Linked DNA regions of Triticum aestivum: region 2 is linked to region 1. Evidence: chromatin contacts called from public Hi-C data. All regions are on one chromosome and are shown on one strand. The core of a region is the stretch at or near the end of the contact, and the rest is flanking DNA. Distances in the headings are between cores, read along the strand shown.

What was found. Hi-C and Micro-C count contacts between places; a contact is called where the count stands out from the background.
Region 2: a Hi-C map of leaf shows a contact between it and region 1, with 4 times the contacts expected there. The contact joins the promoter of LOC123162246 here to the promoter of LOC123157200 in region 1. A contact is called at or near these places in 4 of 5 Hi-C or Micro-C datasets (leaf and root) and 1 of 1 datasets of contacts at active chromatin or transcription factors (leaf).

The regions. Positions count from the first base shown.
Region 1 is chr7B:632,913,335-632,921,144 of IWGSC CS RefSeq v2.1, reverse strand. LOC123157200 (AUGMIN subunit 2) reads left to right here and starts at 3,437. Exons shown (of 7, transcript XM_044575459.1): 1 at 3,437-3,716; 2 at 3,884-4,103; 3 at 4,523-4,633; 4 at 5,341-5,445; 5 at 5,625-5,693; 6 at 5,953-6,066; 7 at 6,321-6,779. The coding sequence starts at 4,008. The coding sequence ends at 6,620.
Region 2 is chr7B:633,075,988-633,083,797 of IWGSC CS RefSeq v2.1, reverse strand. It overlaps LOC123162246 (NAC domain-containing protein 21/22), which reads right to left and starts at 3,237. Exons shown (of 3, transcript XM_044580021.1): 1 at 2,678-3,237; 2 at 697-968. The coding sequence starts at 2,879.

The sequences.
Region 1 (7,810 bases), core at 2,188-4,687:
GGAGGCTCTGCTCCGTCGCTCCCTGCCGAGCTCGCATGCATGCATCATGTGGAGCGAGGGTTCAGAGATCAGAGCCGGGCGCACGCAACATAGGTAGGAGTATATGTGAATGATGCTGCTGAAGCCTGAAAGTCTGAAGATCGATCACGCATCGGTGGATAGGAAACACCAGGCAGGAATCAACGTTGGCGCGCGCGACAACTGGTCGGCGGGAGAGCGTTGCGTCGGGCTCGCTGATCTGTGTCGGCTGAGCTGGGAGAGAGAGGGGGAGAGTGAGAGTGAGAGAGAGAGAGAGGGAGGGAGAGCGATCATGGCCCATGATGAAAGGCCCCCCTGCGATGAACAGCTGGAGTCGTATCAAATTTGCGGCGGCAGGGTGGGTGACCTGCGGCGAATTGACCGGCGGTAGGGTGGCGCCGTGTCGAAACGATGTGGGGATAGTTTGGCAGAGTTGTCTGCGGTTGTCATGCTAGTTGCTTAGGAGTAGTTTCGTTAGGGAGAGAGACTGATGAAAGAATGAGCTGCAATGGCTGCAGCATAGTGGCTGGCCGTGGCCGAGCTGCGATCGGTTCACATGCAAGCGGGACAACTATAACAAAAACAAAGATTCTGGAGAACAATCCAACAACAAAAGCTTTTCTTATCAAAGATGGGAGCGTCTATTTTTCAGGTAACTGAAAAACACATTCATCCGTCACGTTTTATATGAGCCGTCCGATACTCATCCAACCTCCCTTTCTTCTTCCTCCTTCCGATCCCCTAGCCTACACCGCCCCATCCGCCAGCCTCCAATCCCCACGACCGCGCGCCGCGCTGCCCTCCCCCCAACCTTCCCCAATCGTCGTTGCTAGTCGCCGCCCGGCCATCCCACTAAGCCCCCCGCACCACTGGAGGACTCTAGCGATCCCCTGCATCCCCTGCACCCCTAAGATGGATAATTGGGCTATTACTTCACCCTAAGATAGATGGTGGGGGTGGGGCTGCCTCTTCTCCGGCGAAGTCCGCCCAACGGGTAAGGAAGAAGGAGAAGGAAGGAAGAAAAAGAAGAAGAAAAGTGACCGATGCGAAAAAAAATTCCAGACACCTAAGAAATAGCAAATAAGATCAAAGATTGGAATAAAGTAAGGACACGCTATGTCTCGCTTAAAGCGGAACATAGGGGCAGGCTCGCCTGAAGCGAACGCCAGACTAGGCCATCCCCGCGTGCGGGGCCACATGCCACAAGCCACATCTTCTTCCTTTTTTTCATGCTCTTTCTCTCTGTTTTTTGCTTTTTTTTACTTTTGTTCATACTTTCAAATATTCTGAAATATATGTATTATAAAAACACTTTACCTTAAAAATGCTAATAAAGCATGAAAATTTTGCATAAAAATGTTTCTCATATATACAAAAGATATACATTGTGTATGAAAAATTATGATCATGCATTTTAGAAATTGTTAATCAAGCATTTGAAAATATGTTAATCAAGTATTTGAAAAATATATTTCATGCATTTAAAAAATATATAATGTGTATAGAAAAATGTTTCTCATGTATAGAAAAAGTTACAAAAAATATACAATGTGTATGAAAAAATGTTGATCATGTATTTAAAAAAAGTAAAATATGTATAAAAAATGTTCCTCATGTATATGAAAATGTACAAGTGAGTATGGAAGAATTAGACATCAAAATCATATGCTTGAAAAAAATTATAATCATGTATTTTAAAATTGCATTCATAGCTTTAAAAAAAATCAATTACCATCATAAAATGTTCAGCGTGTATTTGAGAAAATGTTGACCATTTATTCAAAAAAATATTCATAACATGTTTTTAAGAAAACAAAATGTACATCAAGTATTTGTGAAATGTACAACATGTATCGAAACAAATGTTTCACGTGTACACTAAAATTGTACACTGAGCACTGAAAAAATTAGACATGTGTTGAAGAAAAACAAAAAATGATGAAACCGACAAAGAAAAATAAGTGAAACAAAGAAAACCAAAGCGTAACAAACAAAAAAAGCAGGGAAGAAACAAAAGAAAACTGAAGAAAAAACAAGAAAAAAGAAACCAGAGAAAAGCAGTGTAAAAAGGAAACAAAGAAAACAAGAAAACTGAGAAAGAAAGAAAAAAACTGAAGAAAAAGAAAGAAAATAAAAAACTATAAAAACAAAGAAAATGGTGAAAAACAATGGAAAAGGAAGAAACCCGTGAAGAAACAAAAAATGGAAGAAAAAATGAAAAAAAGAACGCATCATACACACCTACCAGCGAGCAAGCGCTAAGAATGGGTTAACCCAGTACAATACAACACTCGGAAAAGCTTGGGCGAGACATAAGCTACTTCCTCTATAAGCGAGATATAAGGTTTGCTGTAGAGTAATTATTAACCCATTGAGTGTGAGGAGCGCCAAGGCCGAGGATGCCACTACTTCAAATGTTGGGCCTTCCTGGCCCAGTATTCTGACAGACGTGTGGGTGAATAAACACAACAACTCGCCATTTTCTCTCGATCATCCTGGTCTCCAACACTAGGGTTAATTGCTACTTGAACTAGTGCTGACAATATGGTATTCAGAGCCTACGGTTCTCGCGCTTCCGGTGCATAGCTACTTCACACGACACAAGACCAGGTGTTGCACGACGACCATGGAGGAGCTATCAACTGAAGGGCGCCGGATCTACGACCTCCTCAAGGGCGGGTTGGATGAAGACATCAACCGCAAGCTAGTGGATCAACGCACCAAGACACTCAAGGGGCTACGAGGATGTTTGTGAAAATTTTGCAAAGCTCGGTAGCCTCTTCACCAAGCTCGATGGCGTGCGGGACGACCTCCAGTTTTTCTTAGGATTTAGACCCCAAAAAATTAAAAAATGTGTTTTATTTTTTTAACCTTCCACGAGAGGCATGGATTTGCTTCCGCGAGAGGTTCGGCTATGCCTCTCGCAAAGGGAAAAACGCGTGCCTCTTCGGAAAGGAAAAAAAAGCCTCCAGGCTCGTTTTTTTGTCTGTTTTTTTCGTGAAAAAATGTTTGTCGAAATCTATCAATATGTGATCTAGTTTTAAATATCTCGACGCGAGTGGCCCAACGATGAATACGGTTCGATATTTGGACGCACGGTTTAATAGATAAAATGTATTGAATAAACGAATCTATGAAAAAAGAAAAACTCCTAGGTTGCGACAAATGGAGCACATATAGCGCGCCACTTATCACAACTTAGCATGGTAAGAGCGATCTTTTAGAAGAAATACTCTTCAATTTCAGGGTATTCATGAGAATTCCCTGAAATACCAAAAAATCTGCCCCCCATAATGTTTATTCGTTGATCTTTTGGCCCACGTACTAAGTCCAGCCCTCCCCTCAAAAAAAAAAAAGTCCAGCCCAAACTGCGGGCACGTAGCCACGCACCAAACCAGACTCGAAAAAACCAGACTCGACCGACTGGTTGTCTGGAGCGAGAGAGTATCTTCCCTCCCCCGATTCCAAATCAATCCCCATTCCCCAGCCTAGCTGAAGGCGGCGGCAGCAAGCGATTCCAGGCCCGGCTCCGGCGGCCGGCTCTCCCTCGGTCCCTCTCATCCGGCCGGACCTCTCGGCCTCTCTCTCTCCTGCCCTCGGCCTCCGGCACTCCCCTCCGCGCATCCGGCCCTCTCGGCTTCTCCTCCGCCTCCGGCCTCCCCGGCTCCCCCTGCAGACGCCCAGCGCCCTCCACCAAGGTATTCATCCTCTGTTTGCTTTTAACATGAACCTGAACTACTTGCCATGTGATTCATTTGCTGCTTATGATCACAAATGGTTGCTAGACTGATTGTAAATTGATGGACATTGAACTACTCCTACTTCTCTTGATCATTGTCACTGATTGTAAATTGTCCAATTTCAGTCAGTAGTGGGTGGAAGTGAAGTGGAGCGCTGAGCAGTAATCGGACATTTGGAGGCAAAAAAGCTCAACCGGCCGGCGAGGCGAAATCTTGACGCCCACCAACTCCCAACAACCGGTCGAGGCCATGGCGGCGGCGCAGAAGCCGGCGAAGCGGCTCGGCGGCATGGCAGAGGCGCTCGCCATCGCCGGGGACCTCGGCTTCCCGGCCCCTCCCACGCAGGTTACCCCCACCCCTTCGCTGCGCCCTGTCGATTTACTTCTGTCCCCCCCAAATCCTTCTCCTCTCAATTTCGTGCCTTCCGCGCCATTTCGCGAGATCTGAATCTCTCGGTCGAATTCTTGTTCCTTTCAGGTAATTGTAGGGTTCCGTTCCGTTCCTTGTTTATTGCCGTCGGGGATTGTGAAATGTAGGTTTCGAACGAGTGCAGCCCCCGAATTAGTACCCTATTACTCTGTTATAAGTTGTAACCCATCTAAAATTACTCTGTTTTTGTTATGATGTCTAGCTTCATGAAATTTACAGTGCTCTATGTCACTAATAGCGATGGTGATGAAATGATTGTTCTTTTTATTTCGCAGAATATGGTCATGTGTGCTTCTTAAGTCTTTACGCTTCTTTGTTGTCACTTGCCATTGCAGGAAGATCAGAACACCTCGGACAAAAGTGATGACCTGGTGCGGGTGTTAAGGGAGCTGACGGTCGTGCAGCGGAACATTGCCAATTTGCAAGTTGAGCTACAAGGCAGAAAGGTAATGGACTGACGACCAGTTGCTACTGTTTGTATGTTTACACCAATTCTTTGCCATGCCAATACTTATGCAGTTTTAGTTTGTTGATTACCTTTCCCGATCCCTTACTACACGATATTACTTTGACTTTAGATCAACGCTTTCGTATTTCATCAGTTTGTTTTGCTCTTGTGAATATCCTTTTCGTTCTGTTACTGACTTACTGTGGTGGCGAAACCATGAAATTCCCATGAGGTTATTCATGTTCTTGGTAGAAATGAGAACATCATGGATAATTAGAGCATATTGGAGATACATTTGCTTCTATCTATATGTCCACTTTGACTATTATGGTGAATATGTCTTTGCTATCAAAGCATATTAATAACATTGATCATTTTTTCTTCTCAAGTGAAAAGAATAATCTTATATTTGTCTACGAATCTGATACGTGCTCACACTTGCTGTACCTAGGTTTTTATGCTTGAAAAATGAATTGCAATGTCCAAGCCTCTCTAAATGTGCAAGGTTAAAGCATTTAACTGGTGATGTATAGAACTTAAACTATTAAATGTGATCACAAGCAGAATAACAAGCGTCCAATTTATATTTCACTTGTAAACTTTGCTATATATCATCTCCAAATGCTGGTGTATTCAGTTTTCTGGGCTTTTGATTGGTGTCAGTTATCTTCGTTGATCATATTGATGAACTTCTGTTTATCGCAGGATGATAAAAACATTGCTCATTTGACTCATGTTAGTGAAATGGAGAAGAAGTGTGAATCGTTGGCCAGAATTACTGCTATTTTGAAAGATGTTATTCAAAACAAGGTACTGGAAGTCAGAAGTCACTAAATTTTTTTTACTTGCTTTCTTTGTTTCTTGGGACCACCTGTTACTCAGGTTATTGCGTGAAGAAAGTTCTGCCTGTGCTGTTGGCTGCTCCATATACCATATAGATCAACTAATTACAAGATCTGGATATCAAAATAACAACCCTTTTCTATCAGGACCGCATTATTGCCCGTCTGCAGCAACCTTACTCGCTTGACTGCATTCCTGTTGAAGCTGAATACCAGGTTGGGTTCTCGATCATTTTGGTTTCAGATTTTTATAGAAAATATATTATTCATTCATTCATGAACTTACACATGCGAACTGAAAATGGTGTATCAAGTAGCAACCTACATCCAGTTTTCTGATTCTTGGCATTCGTTACAATGTATTGATGTGGAGGAGAATCTTAGGTGCACCTGTTTAGGTGATTTCTTTACAAAGGACTGTGGTTTCTTGAGCGAAGCGCAATTTTTCCTACTAACTGTACTTGCTTCTCCTCAGAAACAATTCTCGGAGCTACTTCTGAAAGCGGCAAGTGATTATGGGGCATTGACAGCATCAGTTGGAGATTTCCAGTGGAGTCAAAACTTCAGAGAGTCGCCTGCTGTATGGGGTGTAAGTTGAAAATACTCCTTCTGGTAATTAAATTAGGAGTCGTAGTGAATTTATCCCCTGCAAAACACCTTCCACTGCAGATGCAAATATTATTTCTACCACTGCCAAATCTAGAGATGACAAATGATTTATCATGTCAGTATAGAATGATTTTGTGCATTCTGATCGCATTTTCTTATGGCAGCTCTTTCTTGTCTATGAGTATACCAAGTCAGATAAGGAAATATTAATGGCTATCTTTTATCTCTGTGAAGGAAATGCTACGACCGATACCTGCTGCGCTTGCATCCTGCACCCGGTTCTTCGAGGCCATGTCTGCGATGAGGGAATCCTTTTCTACTCTTCAAACACTACGCGTTGGTCATTCTTCTCTGTCAATGACCCCAGGTGGCTCCATTGATGATTTGAAGTTCTTGACGCCTCCTCAGAGGAGAGAGGGCTCGATGCTCAATACCTGGAAGCAAGTGGACGACGCAAACCCTGAAAGTGATGAACTCGACAATATCAACCAGAGGAGGCTGTCATGGCCATCCTCCATTAACAGGGACCTGTAGATCACAGCTCACCAAGCTAATACTCAGCTATTTGCATTCTGTATAAAAAATAGGATCGCCGAGGCTTGTCTTCAATTTTATTGTGTTTGGTTTCTTCTGGTCGCCGGCAAGAGCTATTATGAAATATCAGAACTAAGTAAATTACCAGTAGGCTTTCCACAGATAGATTGCACTTCATCTTGCTCATATGTTTTAGATCCATGAGGATGAAAATACACGAATAAAACAAGATAACCTTTATCCAGAAATGAAGTCTAACCAAAAGCAACATCATGCTCATATCTTCAACACAAAAATCGTTACATGTCGATGTCGCTAGTACCACTCCTTCCCCCCAAGTGTGTGACGCTCCATTGCATCCTAGATGCCAAGATCTTCGCCCGCGTCATCTTCCAAAAGGATCTTACCTTTTAATATATCTCATTTGGATTCCTCTTTAATCAGTTGATTCTCCTTGGCGCCATCTCTTGCCTCAATTGGTTCTCATCGAGAAGAAATACACACTTATCTGTGTCGTCCTTGTGCTTCTCATTCTCTTCTCCTACCACATCGTCATCTTCTCTTGTTGCTTCTTCTCCAACTCTAACTTTGCCTGCACAGCTTGAGTTGACACCTCCTTTGCATTGGATCGACTCATCAATCTTGTCTTCCATTGTCGCGATCTCTCCATCTCTCTTGAGCTTCTTCTTCACCATCTTCCTCCCATCGGGCCGCCCCTTGATAGACACCAAAGTAGGACTCCTTGTTTCCTTTTATGTTCATCAAAATCTTCATCCCATCTTCAAGCTGTAGAGAGGATTAGGTACATGACCTCGGTCTCTTTGGTGGAGCCTCATCATTCCTCTTCCTCCACTTCTCATAGTTTTGGAGAAATGCCCAACAATGGTGCAAGGCAAATGGCTTACTTTTTGACTAATGTTTTTGCTTGTATCTCTCTTGAATGAACTTGTCCTACAACATACAACTAGAAGGTGGTTTCGTGAGCAAAGATAATTGAAATGTATTCTAAACATGCAGTGAAAAAGATGACAAAATCAGTCACATATTCATCAATTGTGTTACCACTAGGAAGTGTGTTCACTTGCTCCGAACAATCCACCCACCGATTGCAACACTCAAGGATCACACTCCGACAGTTTGTGAGTGACTTAAGTCATCGACCGATGCATGGTGTCTTCACATTTCGATGG
Region 2 (7,810 bases), core at 1,988-4,487, 160 kb before region 1:
TCTGAAGTGATCATATATATATTGGGGTGTACATCTAAAAGAGACCAGATCATCCTCATATCCATGTACGTAGCTGGCATGAGAGTGACCCACACATGTAAATAATGGATCAAGTACAACGGAACCGGCCTGGCTAATCCACAATTAAAATCATGAACAAACCACACCAGTTTTTAGACATCTTGCAGTATTATTTATATGACGCCTAATTATCACAAATTAAGGGCTAGTTAAGAAGCTAGTTATTTTGGCGCTTGAATTCTACTCTCTATAGCTACCTAGCTAGATCTTGAATTGAGAGGGCATGCGTGTATAATGAGCTGTCGGGTGGTACTACATTATCCACTGCACATGTATTATAGGATGAGTTGGCATTCCGGCCAGCAGCCTCCACATGTGGATGTCACGTGAACAAAAGGTTTTTGTTTCTTTATATTAGTTCATACTTCTCATAAAATCTACCACATATGAATTCAGATCTGTTATGTTTCATTTTCAGTGTCCCCTCCCTTCCTTAAAAAAAGTCGCGAGATATATAGTTTGTGTGCATTAATTTTTGGTGGGATCTCCTGCACTATCCATACATGTGATGCATTATACTATAAGCATCAAATAAGGAACAAAAGGAGAAAAGAGTGGAGTATCAAGTAGTAAGATTAAATTTGCTCATGTGTATAATTATATAATGATGATTACCTTGAGTGGCAACTTCATCAGATCGCCTTGCCCTTCCTTGCGGAATTCGTGCATGACCCACTCAGTCTTCTTCCCCTTAGGGGCTCTGCCTTGATAGAACACTAGGGTTTTTCTCATGCCAACAAGCAACCCTTTCCGGCTTATTGATCGGTCTTTTCCGGTGGCCTTCCAGTAGCCCGATTCAGTTGCTCTATTTGTTCTCTGGCCTGTAGCGTACTTCCTGTCCCTCAAGCTGTAGAAGTACCACTCCTTGCCGCCAATGCATGCAATTTCTGAATACAATCAGGGAGGAAATTAAAACAATTATGTAAAAATGAGATGAACTATGAACAAAATAATAATCTTTTTGGAACATGTTGATGTGCATCTATGATGTACTGTGTGTAATGTGCAAACCCAAGTAGTATGTCTGACTACACTTCTCCATTTTTTAAGAGAAAGTCCTAACATTAGAGCCCCATTTAATTAAGGCAGAGAAAATATCCACTAATAGGTAATTGCATAATAGGGAGAATAATAGATATTTTTGGAACCAAAACAAAGGAGATCTATTGATCACGGGAAGGCATCTTGCCTTTTCTTGTGAGATATATCAATTATACACATCCAACCCTTTCTATATATATGTTCTTTTCATATGGCTTTGTGCATGGTGTGATTTCTACTAATAGGCAAGGTGGAAGGCCTCATTTTTGTGTTAAGTTTGTCCCCATCCGTGGGCTGTGAATTCCCTTTAAGGATCAGGCAAATTGGGGGAATATTTGATGGTATGGCAAGAACAGGGACAGATGCGGAGAAGGCCAGCAAGGGGCCAAACAAACTCATGGCTCTGAGAATATCCTTCTGTTATGGGGAGGGGAAGGCGACAAGGATGGAGAGGCAGACAAGACGTGCGAATTTTGTTCTCATTGTAGAATAATTTCCAGAAACTATATATATTCATCCCTTGATCAAGTCTCCTATATCTGGAATAAGAGGCAAAAAAATAAAGTATACTGTGCAAGAATTTGATCTCTCTCTCTCTCTCTCTCTACAGTTCTACTAGTTAATTTGGTGGTGATCTCACTCTGATATTTTCTTGCCTTTCGACCAAAAAATCGAATGGTAATTAAATTAGTTAGGACATATAAAGAGGGGGAAAAGCATGGGCACACCAAAAGAAAGGCCAAAAAAGTGAGAAAAGAAAAGGAAAGGAGGAAAGGTCGGTTTCTAGCGGTATGGGAAGCATGCATGCATAGTTGCAACTTGCAACTTGATGAGATTGAAATTGTCGTGGTCACTTCAGTTATGGCTGGGAGTGGAAACGGATCAACTAGCCAGCCACTAGCAGCATGCACGCAGCCACCTTAGATTTGGATGCAACTGAAGGAAACTACACATGCATGAGCGGAAAGGAACAAAGAGAACTGTTCATGGAATTAATAGGCTGGAAATTAATGGAGATAGCTAATTGAGCTGCACATAAATACATAGATTGGTCCCAAAATCTTAAATTCAAGTTGAATCAACAGAGCAATACATTTTGATGCATGATTGAGAACCCTGGACAATCATGCATACGCACACGGACAAATAATTAATTTCTTGGATGTGATTTCTTCTTTATTTGTTAAAAAATGAACAAGGAATTTAATTAGTACAGTGGAGAACTGAAGATTGTCCGTTTAGAAACGACCAAATCGTTGTTAGTTCCGTCAAAAGATATACACTGGAGATATATCAGATATATTTAAGGGGATTTGGGACGTCATCGACTTCAAATTAAAAGAATAATTACGAATCAGCAGCCAGACGGGAGAAGGAAATTAAATCGAACAGATAAATCATCCTCAGGGAGCGAAGTACTCATGCATATGTATGTATGATCCGGAAGACGATGAAACTAGAACTCATCACACAAGCATATAGGCAGTTAGGCACACACGCATGCTGGTGTAATTAAGCTACTTGGGTATACAGGAGTATCTGGATTAGGTCTTACCAGGGAGGTCCCAGGGCTCGATCTTGTTGAGATCGACGTCGACCATGGTGGGGCAGCCGTAGATGCTCGCCACCGCGGCCGCCGCCCCTCCGGCGCCGCCTCCGAGCTTCCTGGTCAGGTAGTCGAGCACGAGCTCGTCGTCCCGCGGGTGGAACCTGAACCCCGGCGGCAGCCTCGCCTCCACCATGCTCAGCGAATTCATCGCCTCCCCGGCGGCCGCCACACCGCGCAGCTCGTTCCCCCCTCAGACAGATCAATAGATCGGTCGGCAGGAGCTAGAAGAGAGGAGAGGACCGACGGCTGCTGCTGCCGATCTCCACGGCGCACAGCAGTGGAAGTGGAACCAACACAAGAAGCAGCAGCCGGCAGCCAGCCACCGATGGCCGGCCGGGTGGGTGGAGGGATCGGCTGCTGCAAGCGCCGTTTACCGAGAGGGGTATGATTATGAAGGAGGAGAGGAGTGCGAGGAAGACGATGGTATTAATAGGAGCCAGCGCAGAGGGCATGGTCAGGTCAACTAGTTTTTGCGCCGATGCTTTCACAGAGATGGGGAGGGGCCGGGAAGGCTACGGCTCTGCTACTGGTAGTATACTACCAGTATAGCTGTACTGGTACTACGTATAGCTAGGCAGAGCGGCGTACGTACTCACCCAGCTGGAGAGACTTTTCCTTTTTCCTCTCGGCTAGAGTGCCGGGCGCCAGGTGGCGAGGATTGATTCGCTGGGCCGGTCCCGGCCGGTGGGCGTTCGAGCCATGATCGGACGGCCGCGAGCCGGTGGCCGTGTCACGGTCGCTGGACGTCGCCGGCGGTGACGTGGGCGCGCAGATGCAGTCATGCAGACGAGATGAGAGATGCGCCGTGCGCGGTTAGGGTTGGGCGGGGCATTTAATTCGAAGCGCGGACCGGCCTAATCACGTAGCGGGCGCATATCTCTCGGCTTTGCGGCGTCGCCTAATTCGAGTTTGCGACTCTGACGGGGTGTGATCGGAGAAGTAGATCTCCGGCATGGGGAGGTGGCATGGGCTGTTGGGCACCGATGCAAGTGCGCGTACGTATATGCAGCGAGAGAGAGAGAGGGAAATTTCAGGGATTTGGTTTTGGGCATCTTTAATGTGATTTTTTGCTGATAAAACAGTCCGTGTCATTGACCCATCATACCCTCCATCCCATATTAGTTGTTGTTAAATGGATATATTTAGACGTATTTTAGTGTTAGATACATCCGTTCGAGAGATAATTAATATGAGATGAAGAGAGTATTAGTAGTTATTAATTGCAATTGCTTATGGACACAAATGAGCATAAGTTTCCCCCTTCAAAATACTTAGCTAGCCGCTCCTCTGGTGCATCGTCGGCCTCCCCTCTCCTCTGTGGGCCTCAACGACGTTAGGTTGCACTAGTAGTTTGGGGTTCTTTCCCGGAGTTAGGATTATTGAGTCGCCGGCACTTCGGCCATGGTTTGGGTGATGGCAGTGCTCAATGTCTTGGTCGGAATGGCCAGGCGGCAGCAACACCCCAGAGTCGGAATAATGTCCTCTCTGCCTTATGCCCGCTCCGGCGATGTCGGTGTGTCTAGTATCGATGGAGGGTGCATATACGTGTGTCTCTGACGAATCTATTTGGGTTTGGTCGGTTTTGGTCTTCTGGATTTAGCTGACGCTCGTGGTTGTTGGTGTGGGATTCTCGTGCTCTACATTTTTCATCAATGATTATGGTTGCTGCTCTAGTGCCTTGATCTTTTGGAGTTTTACCATGACGATTTTTCACTATCAACTACAAAAAGATTTGCCCGACTTCGGTAAGGAAGGGACGATGACAGTGGCGCGCCTTGTGTAGTGCTTATAGTCGTCAGTAGGTGGTCCATGGAGGTCTATGGTCCTGATTGTAATCTTTTTTACTTCTATGGAGATGTGTACTATTGTTACATCTTCTTATTAGATTGGAAGAATTTTTCGCAAAAAAATAATCGCAATTGCTATTTCTCAGTTGGCCAAAAAAAAATTCTGCATGTAATGTAGGGTTGTCATCGAGGCCAAGCCAGGAGTGATCCGGTGCCGGAGACGACGTGGAAACGGTGTCGTTGGTGGAGAGAAGTTAGAGATTGACAAGGTTAGGTGCGAGGGGGAGGATGCGGGAAGTTCCCAAGCACTGGCGGAGCTTAGGCAAGGCCGAATGGGCCAGGGCCCGCCCAGCTCTCGCGTTTCTCCTCATATATTTATAGCCAGCTCATGGGTTGTAGAATACAATCTAGTAGTAATCCTTCACAGTGTGGCCCACCCAGCCCGCCCAGCATTTTTGTGCAAGCTCCACCACTGTTCCCAAGGATGGAGATGGTTTAGAGGAACGATCGTGACGATGGAAGCACAACCGAGGGAGCAGCTCGGGCAGGGTAGGGGAGGCGAAGCTGCGACGGCGCATCCCAACCATGGATGGTGGTAACAAGCGATTAGGCTATTGCAAGATGGCAGCTGGAGGAAGGAGAAACATGCAATTAACCCATAGGTGGCCGCATTGATAATGTGTTTAGCTTGCCAGTACAAGATGAGAGAAGATATACGATTGGCTCTATCCTTACACCTTAATAAAGCTTGTGGCCTCTGCCAGTTATGCAAAAAGGAATAAGAAACGGATACACACCTTTTCTTCAAGTGTCATTACACGCTTAGGCTCTAGAGATCAATAATTAAGAAGCTTGGTCTTGCTCACATGGACACCCTCCAATTGGCACCTTGCGAACTCCCTCGATGAGTGATGGGATAAGAGAACCGACAAGCAAAACCCCAATAGACAAGCTATGGCCTCCCTCACCACGCTTGTGTCTTGGACAAATTGGACCGAACCAAACGCTCCGGTGTTCCGCCACAAGTGTGTGCTGCCGCCCATTCTCCTTAACATCATCTTAGAAGAGCTCAAACTTTGGGTTACCGTGAGCGCCGAGAAACTAAGGCTCATTATTTCGCGTGAGTAATTGTCATGCCATGACTGTGGGTTACCTGTAAGTTGTAACACTCTAAACTCTCTTCTTATTTAATGAATGAGGCAAATCTTATGTCTTTGTTTTAGGGAAAAAGAAAGTTGTGCATCAACATCTAAAAAAACGTGTGCACCACCCAAAAGTACGTACGCACACGCCCACAGCCATTTTCGCCACATAAAGCCATAATTGGGAATATAGCAATATCTTTTGTCCAGGTGAAGCTGGGAGGGAACGTGAGCTGGAGATATAGCACTGCATGCAAACAAAGTGGAGTGGCGATTACCGAACTGGTAAAGCGGTCAGATATTTCTGCCTAAAACAATTCAGTTTCCAAGCTATCTCATCGATCAAGCCGTTGCATTGCATTGCACGCCGTGTGCACGCGTTTTTTGTAGTTTCAGCTCGACGAAAAGCAACTTTAGAAAAGATTCCCGCGTTCCACATCGGTCCATCTCGGTCGCGTCTCGCATCTAGCCACTTCACGAATCACAAAGCAGATGATCTATGATTGCTTGGCCAAAGAACAAATTAGCAGATGATGGTTACTTGGCCAAACAACGAGTGGTGTACTCCTATGCTAGACTCTCGTGACGGGTCAAGTTAATTAACTCTCTTCCGTACAGATTCGAATTCGAAAAGAATAACTTTTTTTTTAACTTTGAAAAGAATGACTTTAACTCTTCTTGTAGCAACCGCACGTACGCGTCGATAGAGGCCGGCCATGAGATTAAAAAGTGACAACACGTGCTCAACCATACGAAGCGGGACGGCGTACGCACTACGTGCGAGCAGATAAACCCAACGTGTGGATCGAGGGCCTACGTCAACGTCGGGCAAATACGTATTTTCTATTCCCGGTGTGCGTTCCGGGTGAAATACGTATCTTCCCCACGAAGACCGGTCGAGCGCTAGGCCAGCTACCACCCGGCACGAACAAACCTAGAACCTTTCGAAATGGCAAAGGCGTACCTCGTACGTACGTACGTGGAGCCCCGTCGAATCACGTACCCATCGGGCCTGACTTATCCGAGCGTACAGTGCATGTACTACGTATTTACATACAAGTGTGGCTGTTTTCTACGAGGATAAAATCACGTGTTCTTATATAGGTGAAAAACGCATTTACTTTGAGTTTCGTACGCGGGTGGGGTTCGTCGTACGTACTGTGTCACTGTGTGTCATCTCTGATCAAACTGGCGGACACGTCGCCCGTCCCGGGCCCCGACACATGGCCTGCACACTGCACATGCATGACCCCGGCCGGCCGTCGCCATCCGACTGCGATGGATCGGACGGCGTACGTGGATCCCCGCGGACGACACATGCGGCCGGCGGCGCACAGTGTGCTCGTTGTACGCATCCGATCGACGCCGGAGCGGACGGACGGCCGATCACGATCGGCTCCTGTGTGTGTGGTGACGCGGGCCTCGGCCGAGTTGTCGGTTGTTTTCTTCCGGCGGCAGGCTCGGGACAGGCCGGTCGATTATATTCCCAGGTTTTGTAAACGCACTGTGCCTGCGCGCGCATCATCTCAGCACGCACAGTACGTGGGGCGCCCCCACCCAATCACCCATAACGCATGTGCAGCGGGTAACATCAACCTCGTCGCTGGTGCTACGATGGCCAGGTTTCCGGCGGGTTCCGGCACGAGGGCTGTAGCCGGCCAGATCGGGGAAAGGGACACGCGCAGTCGACGCGGCCCGGGCGACATGATTGATCGATTAACCTGTGGTGGTCGATCTGACGGGCGGTGGCGGCAGCTGGACCGGCGGCCGGACGGCCAGGCACAGGCACAGGCAGCGGGCCGGGTTAATTTGGCCGGAGGCGCAATGGCACTGCGCATGCATGCGGGCCGCGAGAGTTCGGCCGGCGCTGAGCTCATGCACGGTGGCGCCGGGCGGGGGACAGTTTGGATGGAGCGCACGCACCACGCAGTCGGGTGGAAGTGGAACTGGCCAAATCCAACGGCGACGTGGGCGCGTTCCGCGTTCAGATATAGGATCGGGGCGCGCGGCATGATTGCCGCCGCCTGCGGATTCGATGCCTTCCTCTTTTACTCGGCGACGGGTGGATCGATCACGCGCCGCTACCTTTTGGCTGGCTGGTTCGTTCGCTCCTTCTAGATCGATCGATGGATGGATGGATCAAGCATCGA